Regions from separate parts of the Mus musculus genome. Here regions 2, 3, 4, 5 and 6 are each linked to region 1. A link is a contact called in public Hi-C, promoter capture Hi-C and targeted proximity ligation data. All regions are on one chromosome and are shown on one strand. The core of a region is the stretch at or near the end of the contact, and the rest is flanking DNA. Distances in the headings are between cores, read along the strand shown.

Evidence for each region. Promoter capture Hi-C pulls out the DNA fragments that hold promoters and counts their contacts. Hi-C and Micro-C count contacts between places; a contact is called where the count stands out from the background.
Region 2: a contact with region 1 is called in a targeted proximity ligation map of embryonic stem cells, with 6 times the contacts expected there. A contact is called at or near these places in 8 of 39 promoter capture datasets (the 3T3-L1 cell line, the C10 cell line, the HPC-7 cell line and 4 more) and 3 of 130 datasets of targeted methods (embryonic stem cells and forebrain).
Region 3: a Hi-C map of CD8 T cells shows a contact between it and region 1, with 6 times the contacts expected there. A contact is called at or near these places in 11 of 39 promoter capture datasets (the 3T3-L1 cell line, the C10 cell line, the HPC-7 cell line and 5 more), 10 of 484 Hi-C or Micro-C datasets (CD4 T cells, CD8 T cells, LSK cells and 6 more), 9 of 130 datasets of targeted methods (CD8 T cells, the SCID.adh cell line, effector CD8 T cells and 4 more) and 1 of 9 other capture datasets (adipose tissue).
Region 4: a promoter capture Hi-C map of hippocampal neurons shows a contact between it and region 1, with 2.8 times the contacts expected there. A contact is called at or near these places in 3 of 39 promoter capture datasets (embryonic stem cells, hippocampal neurons and stem cell-derived epiblast-like cells), 1 of 130 datasets of targeted methods (pancreatic cancer cells) and 1 of 9 other capture datasets (liver).
Region 5: a targeted proximity ligation map of stem cell-derived neural progenitor cells shows a contact between it and region 1, with 2.0 times the contacts expected there. A contact is called at or near these places in 7 of 39 promoter capture datasets (3T3-L1-derived adipocytes, the C10 cell line, embryonic stem cells and 3 more), 1 of 484 Hi-C or Micro-C datasets (nephron progenitors), 1 of 130 datasets of targeted methods (stem cell-derived neural progenitor cells) and 2 of 9 other capture datasets (adipose tissue and liver).
Region 6: a contact with region 1 is called in a promoter capture Hi-C map of hippocampal neurons, with 2.5 times the contacts expected there. A contact is called at or near these places in 9 of 39 promoter capture datasets (the C10 cell line, embryonic stem cells, hippocampal neurons and 4 more) and 2 of 130 datasets of targeted methods (both in embryonic stem cells).

What each region holds. Positions count from the first base shown.
Region 1 is chr19:23,272,360-23,275,429 of GRCm38.p6, reverse strand. It overlaps Smc5 (structural maintenance of chromosomes 5), which reads left to right and starts at 1,533. Exons shown (of 25, transcript NM_001252684.1): 1 at 1,533-1,796. The coding sequence starts at 1,612. It overlaps Gm33950 (a long non-coding RNA gene), which reads right to left and starts at 1,522. Exons shown (of 2, transcript XR_386613.2): 1 at 1,425-1,522; 2 at 1,071-1,206.
Region 2 is chr19:23,704,949-23,708,018 of GRCm38.p6, reverse strand. Ptar1 (protein prenyltransferase alpha subunit repeat containing 1) reads right to left here. Exons shown (of 7, transcript NM_028208.1): 4 at 2,208-2,312. Among named protein-coding and RNA genes, the nearest start is that of Ptar1, 19 kb to the right of the region's middle.
Region 3 is chr19:23,685,895-23,688,964 of GRCm38.p6, reverse strand. Ptar1 (protein prenyltransferase alpha subunit repeat containing 1) reads right to left here and starts at 1,565. Exons shown (of 7, transcript NM_028208.1): 1 at 1,420-1,565. The coding sequence starts at 1,505.
Region 4 is chr19:22,882,931-22,886,000 of GRCm38.p6, reverse strand. It overlaps Trpm3 (transient receptor potential cation channel, subfamily M, member 3), which reads right to left. Exons shown (of 26, transcript NM_001362491.1): 10 at 2,017-2,117; 11 at 519-653. Among named protein-coding and RNA genes, the nearest start is that of Gm52388, 42 kb to the left of the region's middle.
Region 5 is chr19:22,939,170-22,942,239 of GRCm38.p6, reverse strand. The region is part of intron 22 of Trpm3 (transient receptor potential cation channel, subfamily M, member 3); the gene reads right to left. Among named protein-coding and RNA genes, the nearest start is that of Gm52388, 14 kb to the right of the region's middle.
Region 6 is chr19:23,002,769-23,005,838 of GRCm38.p6, reverse strand. The region is part of intron 5 of C330002G04Rik (a long non-coding RNA gene); the gene reads left to right. Among named protein-coding and RNA genes, the nearest start is that of C330002G04Rik, 72 kb to the left of the region's middle.

The sequences.
Region 1 (3,070 bases), core at 284-2,783:
AAAGGAGTGTTGGTTCTAGTGGTCAAAAGAGGACTCTACTGCATGGGATTTCTAACTGGCCTCCCCAGGTCTCCTTTCAATGAGTTTTCCACACAGCAAGCAGAATGACTGAAAAGCTTTAATTAGATCACAGGCCTCTCCTACTTAAAACTATTTAATGGTTTATCTTTATTTCCCCATTACCCTAGTCTCTGGCCGGTTATTATTGGTTGGGTGAATGTTGCCTATGGGCTTCAGGGGCATAATCTTTGAAAGGGCTAATGAGATGAACATGGGCACAGGGAGGTAGAGCCATTCCTAAAGAAGCAGGGAATTTAAAGACCCTGAAAGGACCCCTATGGAAGATTTAAAGGAAGGATTGAAGAAAGCGAAGGGGATGGTAACCCCATAGGTAGACCAACAATATCAACTAACCTGAACCCCTAGGAGCTCCCAGAGAATAAGCCACCAACCAAAGAACATACATGGGCTGGTCCAAGGCCACCAGCACATATGTAGCAGAGAGCAGCCTTGTCTGGCCTTAGTGGAAGAGGATGTGCTTAGTCCTGCAGAGACTGGATGCCCCAGGGAGGGGGGATACCAAGGGAGAGGCACCCTCTCAGAGTCAAAGAGGAGGAGCGATGGGGGGGGGGGGGAAGAACTCTGGGGGGGGGAGAGAGACAACATTTGGGTTGTAAATAAGTGAAATGCTTAATTAAATAAAAGAAAGAAAGAAAAGAAAAAAGAAACCCTGAAGGGAGAGGCCATCTGGTGGCTGCACTGGAACTGGTGGCTGCACTAAGGAAGCAGAAGTAGTAAAAGTTCAAGACCAGCCTGGGCTCTCTAGTGAGTAGTAGTCCATCTAGAGCTATATAAAGAGTCTGTCTCAAATAAATAAATAAATGTATGTGCTGGGAGATAGCATGATGGCCCAGTGGTTAAGAGAACGGACTGCTATTCTAGAGGACCTGGGTTCCACTGTCTGTAACTCCGAGATCTGACACCCTCACACAGACATACATACATGCAGGCAAAACATCAATGCACATAAAATAAAAATAAATAAATTATACAATAAAAGGACTAGGAAGTGTGAGTGGGCAAGTAATTAATACACTCTTCACAATCTTGAGAGCATCAGATGGTTGTTAGTGCCATGCTTCCAACAACAGGCACAGTCAACAGGCATCTTTTCTTTGGAGTTCATTTGAGCACCAGGGAAGGAAACTGCAATGTAGAACATAAGACAGATGAAGCCTGGAGTTCTGGGAGGGACCGTTGCAAAGTAGTAACACACACACACACACACACACACACACACACACACACACACACACACACACACACACACACACGAGAAACACACAGAGACACACACAGAGACACACACAGAGACACATACACACACACACACACACACAGACACACACACACACACATCGCACCTCTGAGGCCACCGGGGAGCGTTGGTCGGGGCGTGGCCTCGGGTTTGCGGGGCGGAACCGCGCAAGCGCATCGGGGCCGCGGGGGCGGGGTCAGGCGGGGTCAGTTAGCGCGGGAGCCGGGCGCGGAGGCTCCTGGGCTGCGGCTCGCCGGGAACGGAAGCCGCTGCGGGACGCGGAGGAAGCCAGGATGGCGACTCCGAGCGGGAAGGCTGCTCCCCCCAACCCCCAGGTTTCCAAGCGGTCTCTCCCGAGAGATGCTTCCTCCGAGGTCCCGAGCAAGAGAAAGAACTCGAACCCGTTGCCGACGCTGCCGCGGCCGTCCGGGACCTTCGTCGAGGGCTCAATCGTCCGCATCGCCATGGAGAACTTCTTGTGAGTGGCGGCAGGCCGCGCTGGGCGGGAGCAAGCGGCCCGCAGGCCCGGGGCGGTGGGCTGTGCCCGGCGGTGGGGAACCTGTGCCAGGCTAACCCTGAGGCATTCCCTGCCTAGGCCACGAAGACTGGCCGTGTTGGCTGTAGTAGGCGTGTGGCCTGATGTTTTTATCCACCCAGTGGTTTTGGAAGGCGTCGGCTCTAGGCAGTAGATACGAAGGGGCCGGGTCTCTAGTTTGTTAATCTGCGAATCTCGATCTACCACGGACCTGTGCACTTCACAAAACTCGACAGTTACAGCAGAGTGGCAAATTTTAAAAAGTGTACACGATTTCCAGAATGGGCAGATGACATGGTAATGGTTGTTGATTGGAGATTAGAGTGTACCAAAGAAATTAAAAATCGTGTTCCCAGTTTTTGTACCTCCTTGCAGATTCTTGCCCCGTCCAATCCTCCTTTCTTCCTTGCCCCGACCCCAACTAGTTGAGTAGATTCTAAATGTTACCAGAAATATCATTATCTGTTTATCATCTTAGAGTTATCTTTTCGAGGTATTTTTTCTTAAATGTAGGCTTGCATAATTTATAGACCCTTAATAACAATACCATTTTTTTTTCAAGCAGTTGTGTATCAGGTGTTCGTTTGTTTTATTTACACATCGCTGCGTTTCTACCTGTCTTTGTTGATGACATAAACTCATGGCTATTGTTTTTTTGCCCCGGTCTGTATAGATTCTAATAGCAAAATTGCTAATTTGAATCCTGATCAGGAAAGGTAACTGTACTCAGCATGAGGTTATCTGCTGTAACTTATCTACCCAGGATTTCATGGGAGGCACAGACTGAAAAGGCTAAGTCCATCCCCAACCATCAGAGCTTTGTGAAGAAGATACTAAAGTAGAAAAGGAGGGAAGACGATTACCCAAAGAAGGAACTGCCTGAAAGCCAGTTTGTAATGTTTCGTGAGTGACCTTAGGTAGAATGTAAGAACATAGGTGAATAGAGGTTGGAAACGATTGTTCCGGCTTGTCTGTTACTATACTAAAGAACTCCAGCATCATCCTGCAGGCAGGCGGTCGGGAACCTGTGATTTTGAAAGGGTGCCAGATAGCAAGCAAGAATATTTAAAGTAAGAAAGCAAGAATGCAGAGCTGAAAGGGTTATTTGATAAGATCTGCCTATAGATTGTGAGGCCTGAGAGTGGAGGAGTGTGTCCTAGTTCTTCCCAAGTCTGGCTCTGGCTAACCAATCTGGTTATTCAAGAGAGAGTAGTGGG
Region 2 (3,070 bases), core at 244-2,743, 430 kb before region 1:
GTGTGTGATGTGGAGCAGTTGGAGGGTGGATGGGGGAGGGGCAGGGAATGGAATATGGAGTGTAAAAAATAAATTAAAAATAAAATTAAAAAAAGAAAGTTTCATGCTCATGTTTTGATTTTGTAAGAACAATAGCCTCTTGTTTTTCTATAAAAATACATTGTTTCTAAACTTAAAACAAACAAACAAACAAAACCAGTGTGGGTCAGAAGGGAGACATGAGAATTACAGACAGGAAAGGGAAGCTTGTCTAAAACTTAAAATCCATCAAAAAGAAGTCATCAGTTCCAAAATGCCAACTTCCAAACTCTACTTGACCAAGAAATATGTGCCTGCATGTGCGTGCGTGCGTGCGTGCGTGTGTGTGTGTGTGTGTGTGTGTGTGTGTGGTAGGCTGGGCACATGGCTGAGGGCACTGGGAGGAGGCAGCTAACTCATGTGCCAGCTATGTGTGCACGCCTCTCCTGCATTTGTTTGCAAACAAAGGGCTCTGTTTTGATAGCTGTCATTAAGCAAAATTTCTATAAATCAGCATAAAATGTGGAAAACATAAAATATATTGAAGCATCAAGGTTGGCAATTTCCTCAGCCACAGATTTTCCTCTTGTCTATGTATATTTTGCATCAGCATACATTTCAGTCAAAAGCAATAGAAAAGGTTTCAAACCACTTTATAATTTTATGGAAGCATACTTTCAGACTGAAAAATTTCAAACCCGTAGGTACAAAAAAACGAGTAAGAAAATTCATTTCATTGTTAAACAATGAAGTTTCACAACAGAACAGTTTTGGTTTTAAATTACAGATCTCCTCCCCAGTAACTGAGATGTGTGTTCATCGTTTCCTTCTGGCACCGGCCGACCCTTCACCTCCCTCCCCCAACACTAGCATACGACTCTCTGAGGCATACCATGCCAATTTTGGTAAGGAAGAAAATACAACTAACTGGTTTGATAAGAGCCCACTCACAGTGCTAGCCCAAGGTTTTAGCCCTGATGCCTCAAACCTGCTCAAAAACCCAACAGTGTTCATGACAGAAATGCTTGAGGTGTAAGGAGGACAAAGTGACGGAGAATAACTTCTTCAGACCAGCAGGCCACACTGGTGTAGTTTAGCGAAGGGAGAGGAGTTACATGAGACCTCAGAAAAGCATGTTTTCCAATAACAGAATTTTCAGAGTCTTTAGTTGTATTCTGGCTGTCTCAGATTCCCACCCTAAAGACACTCTTTGCATTTATGTTTTTAATAGCTTTTCACTTACTCCAAACATCAATCAGTTACCTTTAGCTTCTTTAAAATTTACCTTTAATCATCTCAACCACTAGACCACCATGCCTACCAGGACCACAAGCTTATAGGGAGTTGGTCTGTTGCTGGGTATATAAATCCTAAATTCTAAAATCTAAAGATCTGGTTGCCATCCAGACAGGCAGGTCCTCACATCCAGTGGCCTTTGTTATGTAGACCTTGCTCCGAAATGTAAAGCCGCTGTGAACAGAAGGCTGGAGCCTGTGACTGGGCAGCAGAGAGAGGCAGGGCCTGAGAAACCAAATGAGGGGTCCTGGGAAAGACCATGGGGAGAAGGGGAGAGAAGATGGACAGAGCAGGAGGTCTGCATTAGACGGGATGGACCAGGAGCATGTGGCTGAGAGAAATGCCCCCTTAGCACAGGCTGATGGAGCAAACCAGCCTGGACTAGACTCAAACAGCAAGTAGCAAGAGGCCTGTGGTTTGGCTACAGGTGAGAACAGCATAGAATCTACCAAATCTAGGCTTACAGCTTATAAATAAAATACCAGGATTTTGTGTCTTACGAACTAGCTAGAATATATAATTCATTTACACAAGCCCATGTATTATAGCTAAGTATCTAAATGCAATCTCCAAAACTGTTACAGATGGCTGAAAGCAGCCAGCATTAGTGAGCACTTACTATGTGCCAGACATTGTAGCAGTGCTTGTATGCAGGATTTTAAGAGCACTGAACTATGAATTCTATGAGACAAGTATAAGTATTGGTCATGTTTTGTGAATATGAAGACTCAGACTTGGAAGGACTTGCTACCATGGCACTCAGGTAGCAAGTGATAATTCTTAGAATCAAATGTATATATACAATGTGACTCTAGAATTCAGATTCTGAACAAACACATAATCGTAAGCTATGATCTTACATACTGAACAGGAATAGAACACTATCAACACACCTGTGAATCCATGTCTCTGGACTCTTAGGAAACTTAGTTAAGGCCAGTTTTCCCAGATGCAGATCCTTAATTGGACTTAAAGTGCCAGAGAGGATGAGCTCTTTCCTGTAACAGAGAAGAAAACCGTCACTTCTCTATTCAAGCGTTCCTTATGGCTCTCAGTAAAATTCATGGTGAATCACCAAGAAGTATTAAAGAACAGACAACCAAACAGAGAGGCCGAGGTGAACGGCTCAGTGAGCAAAGTGCTTCCTGTGTGAGTGTGATCCCCAGAACCTACATAGAGATCAGGCCACAGCAGGCAGGAGCCTGTGATCTCAAGTGCAGGAGGCAGGGGGATTTGGGGCTGTCTCAAGTCACCACATAGGCGTCATCTGTCTGCAAACCCCTAGGTCTCATCCCAGAGAAACTAAACCAGGAATGGTATGAGTGAGCCATATTAAAGTTAAAAACTATTGCTTCATTTTGTCAACATGGCAAAAGCTAGGATCATCTGGGAAGAGGTACCTCAAGTGAGAAAAACCCGTCAGCATTAAGCTGGTCTATGGGCAAGTCTGTGGGGCAGTTTCTTGATTAGTGATTGATATGGGAGGCCCAGCCTCCTGTGGGCTGTGGTACCCTTGGTTCTGAGTTATATATGAAAATGGGCTGAGCAGGCATGGGAAGCAGCCAGGAAGCTAGCTGTGCTCTTCCACTTCTTCTGCTTCAGTTCCTGCCTCCAGGTTCCTTCCGTGAGCTCCTGCTCTGACTGCCTTCACTGACGTGTGTGTGTGTGTGTGTGTGTGTGTGAGAGAGAGAGAGAGACCTGAGACTTCTGAGATAAACCCTTTTCTCTCTGAGTTGATTTGGGTCATGATGTTTTA
Region 3 (3,070 bases), core at 316-2,815, 410 kb before region 1:
TGAGAAACTGGAGTGATCACGATATTAAATGTCTAACCTTTGTTACAATGTTTTAGAAAATGACACCAGTGATTAAAAAATGAACCTTCTCACTTGCCCAGCTTCCCCCCCCCCCCCAAAGGATGTGTCTTTTACTTGCTCTGCAGCTGGAATTCTCAAAAAGGGCCTCAAAGACAGACACACAAGACATCAAAGCATTCCTTAAAAGGCCCAGCAGCCACTATGGCTACTGCCAGGAAATCACTCCAAACACTCATTGGGGAAAAAAGTCAGCAGTCAAAAGAGGAAAGGAGGACGACTTAGGGGCTGTCGGGGCTGGCAGGTATGTTTAGAGGCCAGTAGTCTTTTGTCTTGAAGGAAGTACAGTTTTAAGTCCTTAATTGAGAGAAGAAAGCAGGCCATCTGAGGACTTCTAAATTCTTTTCTGAGATCATCTTGGAGGAAAAGAACACTTGATTAAAGTGTTTGGCCTTTCATTTAGTGGAAAAGCTAAGGAGGCTAGAATGCGTAAAAATAATTCATGTGTTTTAGTAAAAAAAATTAAAATATTAAAAATAAATTGTATAACCAATGAGAAAATAATACAAAACCGGACTTCATGTTTGTTTCCCCAGGAATGGGCTACATTCTGGCTTCTTATTCTTTTGTATACTGATGTAGGTAACTCTTTAGTAGCTTCCTTTCCATTCGTTAAAGGGAGAGTATCAGGAAAAGAAAAATACAATCTTAAGAGTATCTTCCTAGAGAGTAACAAATAAAATGGAAAGGGAGGAGAAAGAGATAATATATGTATCAGTTCAGGAGTGAACTTTTAGAAGGCAACAATGCTAGGTAAGAATGCCTTAAGATGCTCGTCTGTAACTTCGGACGCGCTACTAATAAAAAAAAAGTATCCAGTTTGCAACAGCTTTATAAGATCCACTCAGGTCACCTTCAAAAATTGTTACATCCGACTCGCTTTGCAATTTTGTGACAAGCGAGTCGAAAAGTCAAAGGCAGCTTCCAATCACCTTTAGTTAACCCGAAAGGGGGCTGTAGGGAGTATGATGGGGTGGATAATCCTCTATAGCCACGCACTGGATGCAACCGAGAGTCGCCTCCAAGACACAGAGACCCACGGTAGTGGCCCGCGGGGCAAGCGCATCCCGGCGGAGGGCGGCGGGGAGAAGAGTTGCCACAACTCCCGGGACGCGTCGCGCAGGGCAGAAAACTCCACGCTCCGACGTGGCTCTCGGAGGTCGCTCCCCGGCACTGCCCCGCCACGCGTCTTGGTAACGGCCAGCCGGCTCGGCGCGACAGTCCCAGCCGCGCTCCGCCTGTCGGAAGCGCGCGTGGGCCCCGAGCGGCCCCGGCGAGTGGACTAGAGCGCGGCCCCGAGCCGCCCCCGACGACCCCGGCGGCGCAGGGCGCGCCACTCACATGTGCGGGTTCCTTCGGAAGGCGTTGGTGATGTCCTTCACCACCCTCTGCACCAGCACCGCCACCTCCTCGTTCGACTCGGCCATGTTGGCGGCCGCCGCGATCGGGCGCGCCTCCGGCAGAGCCCAGCCGCCGGCGGGAGTTCCGCGGGGGCGCGCGCGCGCGCTGGCTCAGGCGCGTTCTCGCCGAGGCCGCCGAGCACTTCCGGGTCAGGGAGGGCCGCAGCACCGCTGGGTTGGGCCGGCTCTTCGAGCTCGGTGGCTTTTGGTGGAGTTTTGGTTCACTAGGCGTGGAGGAAGGAGGCTTCCCCCGCACTTCTCCGAGCAGCCGTGTCCCAGAGTGGCCTTTACCCAGGGACCTCCGGATGGCTGCACCAGGCCCGCTTCACCGGCCCACCCGGGGAGGAGGCGGGTTGCTGACCTCCTTTTGCACGCCTGTGCTACTTTATGCATGAAGTGTAAAGTAGCGCGTTTAGTTAGATCTTGTAATGTAGTAAGCAAAGGAAAGAAAGTACAGGAGAAAGAACCCTTCAGATCTCGGGGATAAGGTTAAAAACAAAAGTAACCCACTGTACTTCTGTACTTTTAGCATTTTTGATACATTTCGTGATCACTACGTTAATTTGGAGTATAAAATAAAATAAAGGCTTTGACAATTGTTCCTGACCTCTCTTGCTCCACAAATTATAAGATTGCTCTGTTCCATTTGGATTTTAAAAGTGTTGTAATTAAAATTTTTATTTTTATATATCAGGTTTATTTGTCCCTTCTAAGTACAAAGTTCTGACTGCCTCTAACTGGTGATGGTGTCTCCTCCTCCTCCTCCTCCTCCTCCTCCTCCTCCTCTCCCTCCTCCTCCTCCTCCTCCTCCCCGTCCTCCTCCTCCTCTTCCTCCTTCTCTGATGCTTGAAGTCTGTATCTTTTTAATTTTTGGTTTTTGGCCCTGGCAAGGTAGTGCGTGGCTGTGATCTTGGGAGGTAAAAACAGGAGGTGACATTCAAGGTTATCTTTGGCTGGGCTATTTGAAACTTGGATCTCTGAAAAGCAAACTGTGGTTGGTCCTGATCCTGGTGAAGAAACAAGAGACAGTCTACAAACTTGTGGAAAGCAAAACAGACCTGATTAAGACCCTAAAAGACTCTGACAAGCTCTGGGAGAAGCAGTGAGACAAATGGGGTGTGTTGCATCCCTAGACCAAGAGCAAGTTCAAGAGTCCTGTCGAAGAGTGATACCAGGGGCTGGAGAGATGGCTTAGCAATGAAGTACACTTGTTTTTAGCAACCACAACCACCTGTAACCCCAGCTCCAGATGATCCAACATCCTCTTCTGGCTTCTGTGGGAACATACACGCACACACATCTTTTACATTTTTTTAAAAAGTAATATGCTACTGGAGGTTCCTCGGAAAATTGGAAATAGGTCTACCTAAAGACCCAGCTATACCACTCTTGGGCATATACCCAAAAGATGCCCCACCATGCCACAGGGGCACATGCTCCACTATGTTCATAGCAGCCTTATTTGTGAGAGCCAGAAGCTGGAAACAACCCAGATGTCCCACAATGGAAGAATGGATACAGAAAATGTTCATTTACACAATGGAGTACAACTCAACTATTAAGAACAAGGACATTATGAGGTTTGCAGGCAA
Region 4 (3,070 bases), core at 316-2,815, 390 kb after region 1:
ATGTGTGTGTGAGTATGTGTGCATGTGTGTATGTGTTTGTGTGCATGTGTGTGTGCATGTGTGTATGTGTGTGCGTGTGCACGTGTGTGTGTGAACTTAGTAGCTCCGAGGATGGCATGGTGATACAAGCTACTTAATAAGCATCATTTGATGGTTGGTGCTAAACCAACCCTCCTTGCACTATTTGTCACCAACACCTCCCTGGGCTTACAGAGTGCGTGTGTTCCAATTGACAGAGACCTGCTTGTGGTTTTGAGTTAGAATCTGAGAACAACGCCCTATGGTGATCACGACACCTTTTGCCTAAGATGCTGACAACTGAGCAGTTAGAACAAGTGAGTTCTTGGTGACTCGGTGTCTGTCGTCTATCCAGGTGTAAGGGAATGCAAGTGAGGAATGACGCATGCATCACAGGAGAGACAGGAAGAGAATCACAGGCATGGGGGTATGGGCAGGCAGGATGAGGGAAACAAACAGAAGAGAAAGAGAAATGAAAAGGCATCTTAGCTTGGCCCTACCGTATTGTACAGTTCCTCTAGTCTGGAGATGGTGAGAAAACGGTGCATGCTTACTCCATTTTCTATGAGTAATTTCACAAAATCCACTCTGTCCAGGACTAGGGCATCCAGCATGGCTTGCTCCAGGGACCCTACCTGCAATTCAAGATATTCACTTAGCCTGCCCACGTCAGAGAAGCGCAGTTCCTCCGGGCTCACCCAGAAGGCTTGATATCTGCAAGTCTCTAGATAAACCAGACAGAGCCAGTGCTCCGATGCCAGGTGGCACCCCTGGTCCTGGAGGCACAGGTCTTGGGAAACAGAAGTCAAGGACTCCAGGTCTAGAAGCTACTTTCTCTCCTAAATCTCTTTCTTGTTCTGGAGCCTCAGGATCCAAGGTCTTCCTCCTGATGGATTCTCTGGCTAGTTTTCTGCTGTGCCTGTACAGGTGGCACTAGACACTTTCCTGCCTTCCTTTCCTTCTTTCCTAGGCTCTGAATGAGAGCCCCGGCTGACTTGAGGATAGGAACCCAGGAAAACATAGCTGAGGGCCAAACAGGCCTGGACAGGTGTGCAGGTGTGTAGTAACGGACACTCCGGAGGCAAACTGGCGTCACATAACTTAAGAACAATGTATTTTCTGGGTTGGAGCACTGGACTGGCTGTGATTTGTATTCTTCTCACGTTCTCTCATTTTTTTCAACGTCCAGATTCCTTGACAAATACGCTCCCCGATTAGAAATCCTTGAACTCTATAAGGACAGGTACTCAGTGGTGGCCAGAGCTCCTGGGGATGGAAGGTTCAGAGAGTCTTACTTCCAAGCTGATGCTGGGCTGCCACCCGTGGATGCGTGCGCACATCACCCAATGGCCCATTTCCCAAGTTATGATTTTTGACAGCCAAATGACGGGGGAAAAAAAAAAAGCCACGGGCAGTTATATAAAGCTTTGGTTCACTTGTGCTGGGATAGGTCGACCTGCGCTCAACCACCAGGACCAGATGGTACCTGTACACAGAGGCCTGGCCCATTAGCAAACCAGCAGGAACGTGCCGCCATTTGGTGGCAGCAGCTTCCTCCTTCTGCTCGCCTAAAAGACAACCAGAAACATGCGAATCCTCTCTCTCTCTCTCTCTCTCTCTCTCTCTCTCTCTCTCTCTCTCTCTCTCTCTCTCTCTCTCTCTCTCTCTCTCCCCTCCCTCCCTTCCTCCCTCCACTCCTCTAAATTTTAACTTTTTTATAACTGTATCTTTAAAGATTGAATAATAAGATAGGCTATGCGTCCAAAAATTGCTAAGAGCCAGGGAACCTTTAGTGGTGCGCTTAGCAATATCGTCCACTAGGTGACAGCATGTTCCCAAACACGAGACTGCTGCCCAGCTATGCTATGCAAAAGAAGATTCCTCCATCCCCGCCCCAACCCCGCCCAAATTTCTGATCCACTTTCAAAGGTTCCGTTAAAAACCCTTGTCAAGCGCATGGTGGCTTTTCAAGGGTAACGACTACGACGTATACTCTACCGGCCACTGCTGCCCGTAAATAAAGATCTGGCTGCGAGCGATGTCAACTCTGTTCCAGGCTAAAGCTAAGCTCAGTTGGTCTGGGGCGGATGCATTGGCACCTGTATAAAGTGGGACGGAAAAACAAAACAAAACAAAACAAAACAAAACAAAACAAAACAAAACAAAACAAAAACAAACAAACAAACAAAAAAAGACAAGAGAAACACAGTAGTTAGTTATGCCACGAAGACCCTTCCAGTCACTTCTTCATCGATTCCTCTTCTCCACAACCAAGCCGTGTGACTCCATTCCACTAATGACATTTTGTGTGTGTGTCTGTGCGCGCGCGCAGGGGGATCCTTCTTTGCCACGGTCTGTTTTCCTGTGCACTGTAGATCTATCTTCTATCTATCTATCTATCTATCTATCTATCTATCTATCTATCCATCCATCCATCCATCTATCTACTGTTTATTTTAAAGACAGGATGGGGCACTCATTCCTGGCTTGGCTTCCTCGATGTTGGAATAGCAGGTGAGTGTCGCCATGCCCGACATCGATTGCATTTCAATACCCAGTAGCCACGTGTGACTAGAAGCACACATAACATTTCTGTCTCTACAGAAGGTTCTGCTGTGATAGGCATGTTGTCCACACATGCGGCCCCTCAGCAGCTGCCTGTGTGGCTGAGAACAGGTACAGCCTAGAAGGTAGTGGGAATATCTTGCATCCTCTGCTGTCCATCTTGTGGTTGGGTGAGATAGGACCTCTCTAAGCCACTGTTCTGCCAGCTAGAAAATGAAAACAATAAAAATTATCCTATCTTATTTAATAGAGATGCCCTGCGACCAAAATGGAATCATATATGTGAGTTCACATGCCAACAGGTTTTTTCCCCCATTGATACCCTTGGCGTATGGAATAAGAGACCTCACTGCACCCTGCTCCATTTTTACTCTACTGAATATCCTACTAGCAGGGGAGAGGAGAAAACAGAAAGCACTCTCTTTTGGCTCAGAGAATTTGAAAAGTGAACATATGTTTGGCAAGCTCTTAGGAATTTCCATGTGTT
Region 5 (3,070 bases), core at 315-2,814, 330 kb after region 1:
TTGGTATGCACTCACTAATAAGTGGATGTTAGCCCAAAAGCTCAGAGTACCCAAGATACAATTCACAGACCACAAGAAGCTCAAGAAGAAGGAAGACCACAGTGTGGATGCTTTGGTCCTTCTTAGAAGGGGGAACAAAATACTCACAAGAGGAAATACAGAGACAAAGTGTGGAGCAGAGACTGAAGGAAAGGCCATCCAGAGACTGCCCCACCCGGGGATCCATTCCATATACAGTCACCAAACCCAGACACTATTGCAGATGCCATGAAGTGCTTGCTGACAGGAGCCTGGTATAGCTGTCTCCTGAGGGGCTCTTTCAGAGCCTGACAAATACAGAAGCAGATGCTTGCAGCCAACCATTGGACTGAGCACGGGGTCCCCAGTGGAGGACTTAGAGAAAGGACTGAAGGAGCTGGAGGGGATTGCAATCTCAGGAAGAACAACAATATCAACTAACCAGATCCTCCAGAGCTCCCAGGGACTAAAACACCAACTAAAGTGTACATATGGAACAACCCATGGCTCCAGCCGCATATGTAACAGAGGATGGCCTTGTTGGTCATCACTGAGACGAGAGGCCCTTGGACCTGTAAAGGCTCGATGCCGCAGAGTAGGAGAATGCGAGGGTGAGGAGACAGGAGTGGGTGGGTGGAGGATCACCCTCATAGAAGCAGGGGAAGGGGGACGGTATAGGAGGTTTCTGTAGAGGAAATTGGGAAAGGGGATAACATTTTAAATGTAAATAAAAAAAATCCCATAAAAGAAAAGAAAAGAAAACAAAAAAAAAATTTAAGATCGAATATCTCCTTTCTGGTAAGGGTAAGTGGTGACATTGTCCTTGGTTGAGGATCAATGTAATGGGTTTGTACTTTGGGGGGGGGGGGTTATTGTCATCGTCGTCGTCGTCATCATCGTCATCGTCATCATCGTCATCATCATCTATTTGGCAGTGTTGGGGACCAAACTTACAACCTTGAACATAAGAGAGAGTTATTGTATCATTCCAGATCCTGGCAGATTTTCCTTCGGCCACAAGAAAGCCTCTTTGGATGCATTCCAGCTTCTTGTGGTTGTCCCAAGACCTTTTTGACCTTCAGGCTTCTTGTGTGATACGTGTCTGGTGCATTTGTAGGCTGGAAAAGGATGTACTAAGAATGAAAAAGCAAAATGTGAAGAGGGAGGCAGAGGGGAAAGAGGGCAGGAAGAGAGGGATGGAGAGGAACAGAGAAGGAGGAAGATGCATGCACACATTGGTTCTTCTTCCTTCCCTTACTTTGTAGACTTCTGTAGGATCAAAGGAGAGGAAGTGGGGAGAAGAACACAGATTGAACTGGCAATGCTGGTCTGGGGGGCGGAGAACTGGGGGCCTAGGGCTTTGGAGCTTCAAGTAATCCCGATACTTAAAACAGGCATTAGCAAAATAGTGTAGGCAGCATTAGGATGGTGTTTGGAGAAAGCAGGATGTCTGCCAAGGTGCTTGGCAGAACCACCATGTAGGCACAGTCCTTTTACCACACCGTGCCTGGGCCCTGCTCCCTGCCCTGCAGTCACACAGTTGCCTCATGCTGCCCTCTGGCTGCTCAAAGCCTACTTCACCCAGGCGGAGCCATCTGCTGCAGCATTTCCTGTCCTGCTTCCAGCTCCCCCTTTCTGGATGCTGATTTCAGCTATTTGGAGAGTTAAGACCAAACAGGCAAATGCGTTACACTAAGGGGAGATGAGTCTGCAGGTTTAACCTGGTCAGGGGATCCTGGCTCTTCGAAGGGAAGTTTGCTGTTCCTTGGTTACGGGAGATTTGGAACAAAGAATATTTTTTTTTCTGCCTTCTCTGGTTTCTCTGAAGCGAGCATGGGAGTGGTGTATTTTCTAGCCGGTGGTCTCTCTGTCCCCCTCTGCCCTCTCTCACAGTTGAGTTTCTTAAGTTAGAGATCTCACTTAGAAAGGGGCTCCAGACAAGATGAACTGTGAAAGAAACCAACTTTCTTAGCTTGGCATGTAATGTGTTTGCTAACAATCTGTCTTTCTAACCTCTTCCCTATTCATTCTTCCAAGAATTAGTAGACGAGATGGATACAGATGCTGGTCCCAGCTCCTCCCTTAAAAACCTCAGACAGTGCAGCCAGAGGCCACATAAAAGGCCAGAAGAAAACAAGGGCAAACCAGGGCAGGCTCAGGTGGCCTGAGAGCGCCTCGCCTCCTATGTGGAACTAACCTGGGGATTAGCTCCTGGCTGGCACAGGAAGGAGATCTCCTGTCTTTGTTCTTTCCAGCCCCATCTGTGAACACCCGACATGCTTTGTCATCTGTCTTTGACTTCGGACATGATCATCCTTTCATTAGAATGGTTTATCTGTCTGAAAAACTCCTAATTCCATTCACAATTCAGTTTAACTCTTTATCACCAAGGCAAATGCCTCCGACCTCCCTTGCTTTCTCTGCCTCTCTGCTTTGTTGTGGCTCCCCGAGCTACTGCTAAATTAAACTGTACTCTTCTTTCTTGTGAGTGAATTCCTTATAAGTCACCTCTATAGAAAATAAATCCCACCAATTTGTAATGTTCTGTTGATGTGCCAATCCTCCCATTAACTGTTCTTCAAAGGCAATGAAGTAACCCCCCCCCCCCCCAACCCCCAGCTTCTGGCAAAGAGCCTGACACACGGAAATGTTCAGTATCAGTGAATAGACCCATTCAAACTAGGGTAGCAGGATGTTCCCTGTGTTCTCTCCTGTAGTTGATGGTAAGATTTACTGTCCACACAGGAGGACACACAGAGCAAATATGTCCAGTGTTACTACAGCCCAGATCAAGAAATAGTTATCCATCAGAATTGAGGATGTCACTAAGGCAAAGACTGAAAATCCCATATTTGACCTGAAACTGCTGGTGCCTTCTATACAGAACTCATCTTGAACCATGGGCCATATAGCAGAGACCAAATATTTGGCTAAAAGCCAAGCAAGTTTCAGTTAAACATCCCTTGACAGATGCGGCCTAAAATCTAGCTGCAGGAAGCTATTTGCTCCGGGGAACAACTGTCTTCCAAAATCCCTGGCACGTCCCTTCTTC
Region 6 (3,070 bases), core at 344-2,843, 270 kb after region 1:
GTTATGTGATCCCAAATATCATCTCTGACTTTTCATTTTAATTATAAAAGCAAAACACATATTTTATCTGTAGAAACCTGGTGGTATCCACATTACTCATGTGGTCAAGGGCAGCATCACTTCCAATGGAAACTGTAACTTGGTGACCTCCTAGTGTGTGATGCCAAAGTATGGAAGATATTTGTAAAGTATTCTTACTGAATAAGCCTACTTTCCATTCTCTCTCCACCATCCATCCATCCATCCATCCATCCATCCATCCTTCCTTCCTTCCTTCCTTCCTTCCTTCCCTTCCTTCCTTCCTTCCTTCCTTCCTTCCTTCCTTCCTTCCTGCCTCCTTCTCTTCGTCCATCCCTCCCTTCCTCCCTTCCTCCCTTCCTCCCTTCCTCTCTTCCTTTCTTCCTCCCTCCCTTCCTCCCTTCCTTCCTTTTTTCCCCCACTGTGGCCCTAGGCTTTGAACACAAGGTTTTGTGTATGCTACACATGCATTCTACCACTGAGTGATAGCCCTATCTTTATCAAACATGTTTAACCCAAGTGTGTCTAACCACCAGATTATAGGACATATAGAAACTAGAAAATAAGACCAAGATATTGGGTAATAACCATGTGAGTTCAGAATGTGAGACAGTCAACAAGATCGTTGACCTGCAATTTTTTGAAAACTCAATTTCATGAGAATTAAGAGTGTCCTGTGGGAGCAGCTGTTGTCTAAAAGGCTAAAGAGCTGTGGCAATCAAATGTACTGGCTTAGAAAATAAAAATAGTCACAAAAATGAATTCAGAAACAACTATGAAATTTCACTTGGACTATATGTTAGATGACATTGGGATGGCTATTGCTTCCTTATGCATGATAACAGTACAGCATCATAGAGGAGAGGTATCATTCTTGGGTGAAAGATACTAAAGTCTACAGAAGTGAAGAGCTTTGATTAACATGGCTTTAGAAAGAAATTTAGATAGAGATGGTGGAAGCAAACAGCAAAATGTTGATAATTGTAAATATGGAAGGTTTATAAATGTTCACTTTCTTCTTCTTCTTCTTCTTTTTTTTTTTTGAGACAGGGTTTCTCTGTGTAGCCCTGGCTGTCCTGGAAGTCACTCTGTAGACCAGGCTGGCCTTGAACTCAGAAATCCCCCTGCCTCTGCTTCCTGAGTGCTGGGATTAAAGGTGTGTGCCACCATTGCCCAACTAGATGTTCACTTTCATATTCTTTCTGTGTTTATGTGTGCTCAGCAACTTCATAATTAGAAATAGAGGGGCTGGAGAAATGGCTCAGAGGTTAAGAGCACTGGATGCTCTTCCAGACAACCTGGGTTTGATTCCTAATATCCACATGGCAGTTCACAAACCATCTTCTGTAACTCCAGTTCCAGGCAATCTAACATACTTTTTTTTGCAGTCCATAGGCACCATGTGTAAACGTGGTACATAGATGTGCATGCAGGCAAAATATCCATATGCATGCAAATAAATAAAAGAAATAGAGGGAACAAATGACTAAGACATGACAGTTCTGCATGTGGATCAGCAGCTTGTGATTTGAAAAACAGCACGTGAATCCAGTTCACTGAGAGCACCCATTGTGAAAGAGAGCAATGTGTCAACCCCACTGAGCCATCACAGGCAGGGCTGCTTGCTTTTATATGGGTGGCACTCCTATTAGCAGACAGTCTTTTCAGATGGTGGAGCAGGAGACAGATTTCCAGGCAATCGTGAGTGACTACCAGGCTCCCATTTGCAGGCACAGCTTTACCGTTGCAGCCACTGTTTCCCAGGAGAGCTGGAAGGTGCAAACTGTTCCCACTGTCTGCATCACGAACAGCTCGACTTGCTTAATTCAGGTTGGGCTGTGTCGACTTTGGTGTGTTTGTGAGCAGCTGCAGAGAGCCGTGAGCGTCTCCGCTGCAGACAGCTGTCAGGTGGGGCTCCTCTGCAGACAGAGGCTCCAGGTGACTCTGCTTTCCATTTGACAGCCTGCGTGGGGTCCTGTTAGGCCTTAATCTGGGTCTCCCAGATCCTTCCTCTGGTGACAGTAGATGAGCTTTAGTTATTCTGTGATCCCCTTTAAACAGTTGTACAAACCTTACCTCTTGTGTATCCCCTTACTGTTCCTAGCTTCCTGCACATCCCAATAAATGAATATAAATCAAGAAATTTAGGATTCATGAGCATAGTCCAACCTGTAAGTGCTTGTAGCCAGCAGAGAAATTGAGAGAATGGGTTAGAAAAGAGATCAGACTGGTTTTTTAAAATTTTTTTTTTTAAAGTGTCTGTCTAACATGATAGAGCTGACCTGCTTTTCGTCCACTGCAGACTGAGCTAATGGCCCAGTAAAATTGATTGAATAAAACTGAACCACCAGGAGCTTCCACCATTAGCATAGAAGCCCAGAGAGCAGAGACAGCTCTGGTTGAAAGCCTACAACAGGACAACCAGTTGTCTTCTTTTGCTTGGGCTAGATATGAACTCTGAGGAAAAGAAGTTATTGATGATGTTAGGCAATGTGGCTCATGTTTGGAATCTCAGCACTTGAGAAAATGAGGCAGAATGGGTACTGTAAGTTTGGGGCCAGCCAGAGTTGCAGAGTAAGACCCTTGGCTCAAAAACAATGAAAAAGAAAGCAAAAAAGAAAAATAAAGCAATATTGTATTTGTACACACACTCTCACACACACACACATGCACATATGTGTGCACATATGCTTGTGCCTATGTGTGTTAACATACGTCATCCCTCCATCTATTCATCCTCTGTACCTAGCTCAGATACCTCTTGTTTAGCAAAATAGATCCCTTGGCAGAGCTGACACAAGGACCCCAGAGATCAGATTTCTTTGTGAACTAGGGAAAACACATTATAGAATAGGGTATGGTTGTGTTCACTAAATAAGCAAGGTACGCCAGATGTGGTGGTGTGCACCTTTAATTCCAGCAGAGTCAGGCAGATTTCTGTGAGTTTGAGGGCAGCCTGGACTACATAGGGAGTTCCAGGACAGTCAGGACTTTATAGAGACACCTGTTTCCGGAAACCAAAATGAATGAATGAATGAGGCAAGACAGGGGT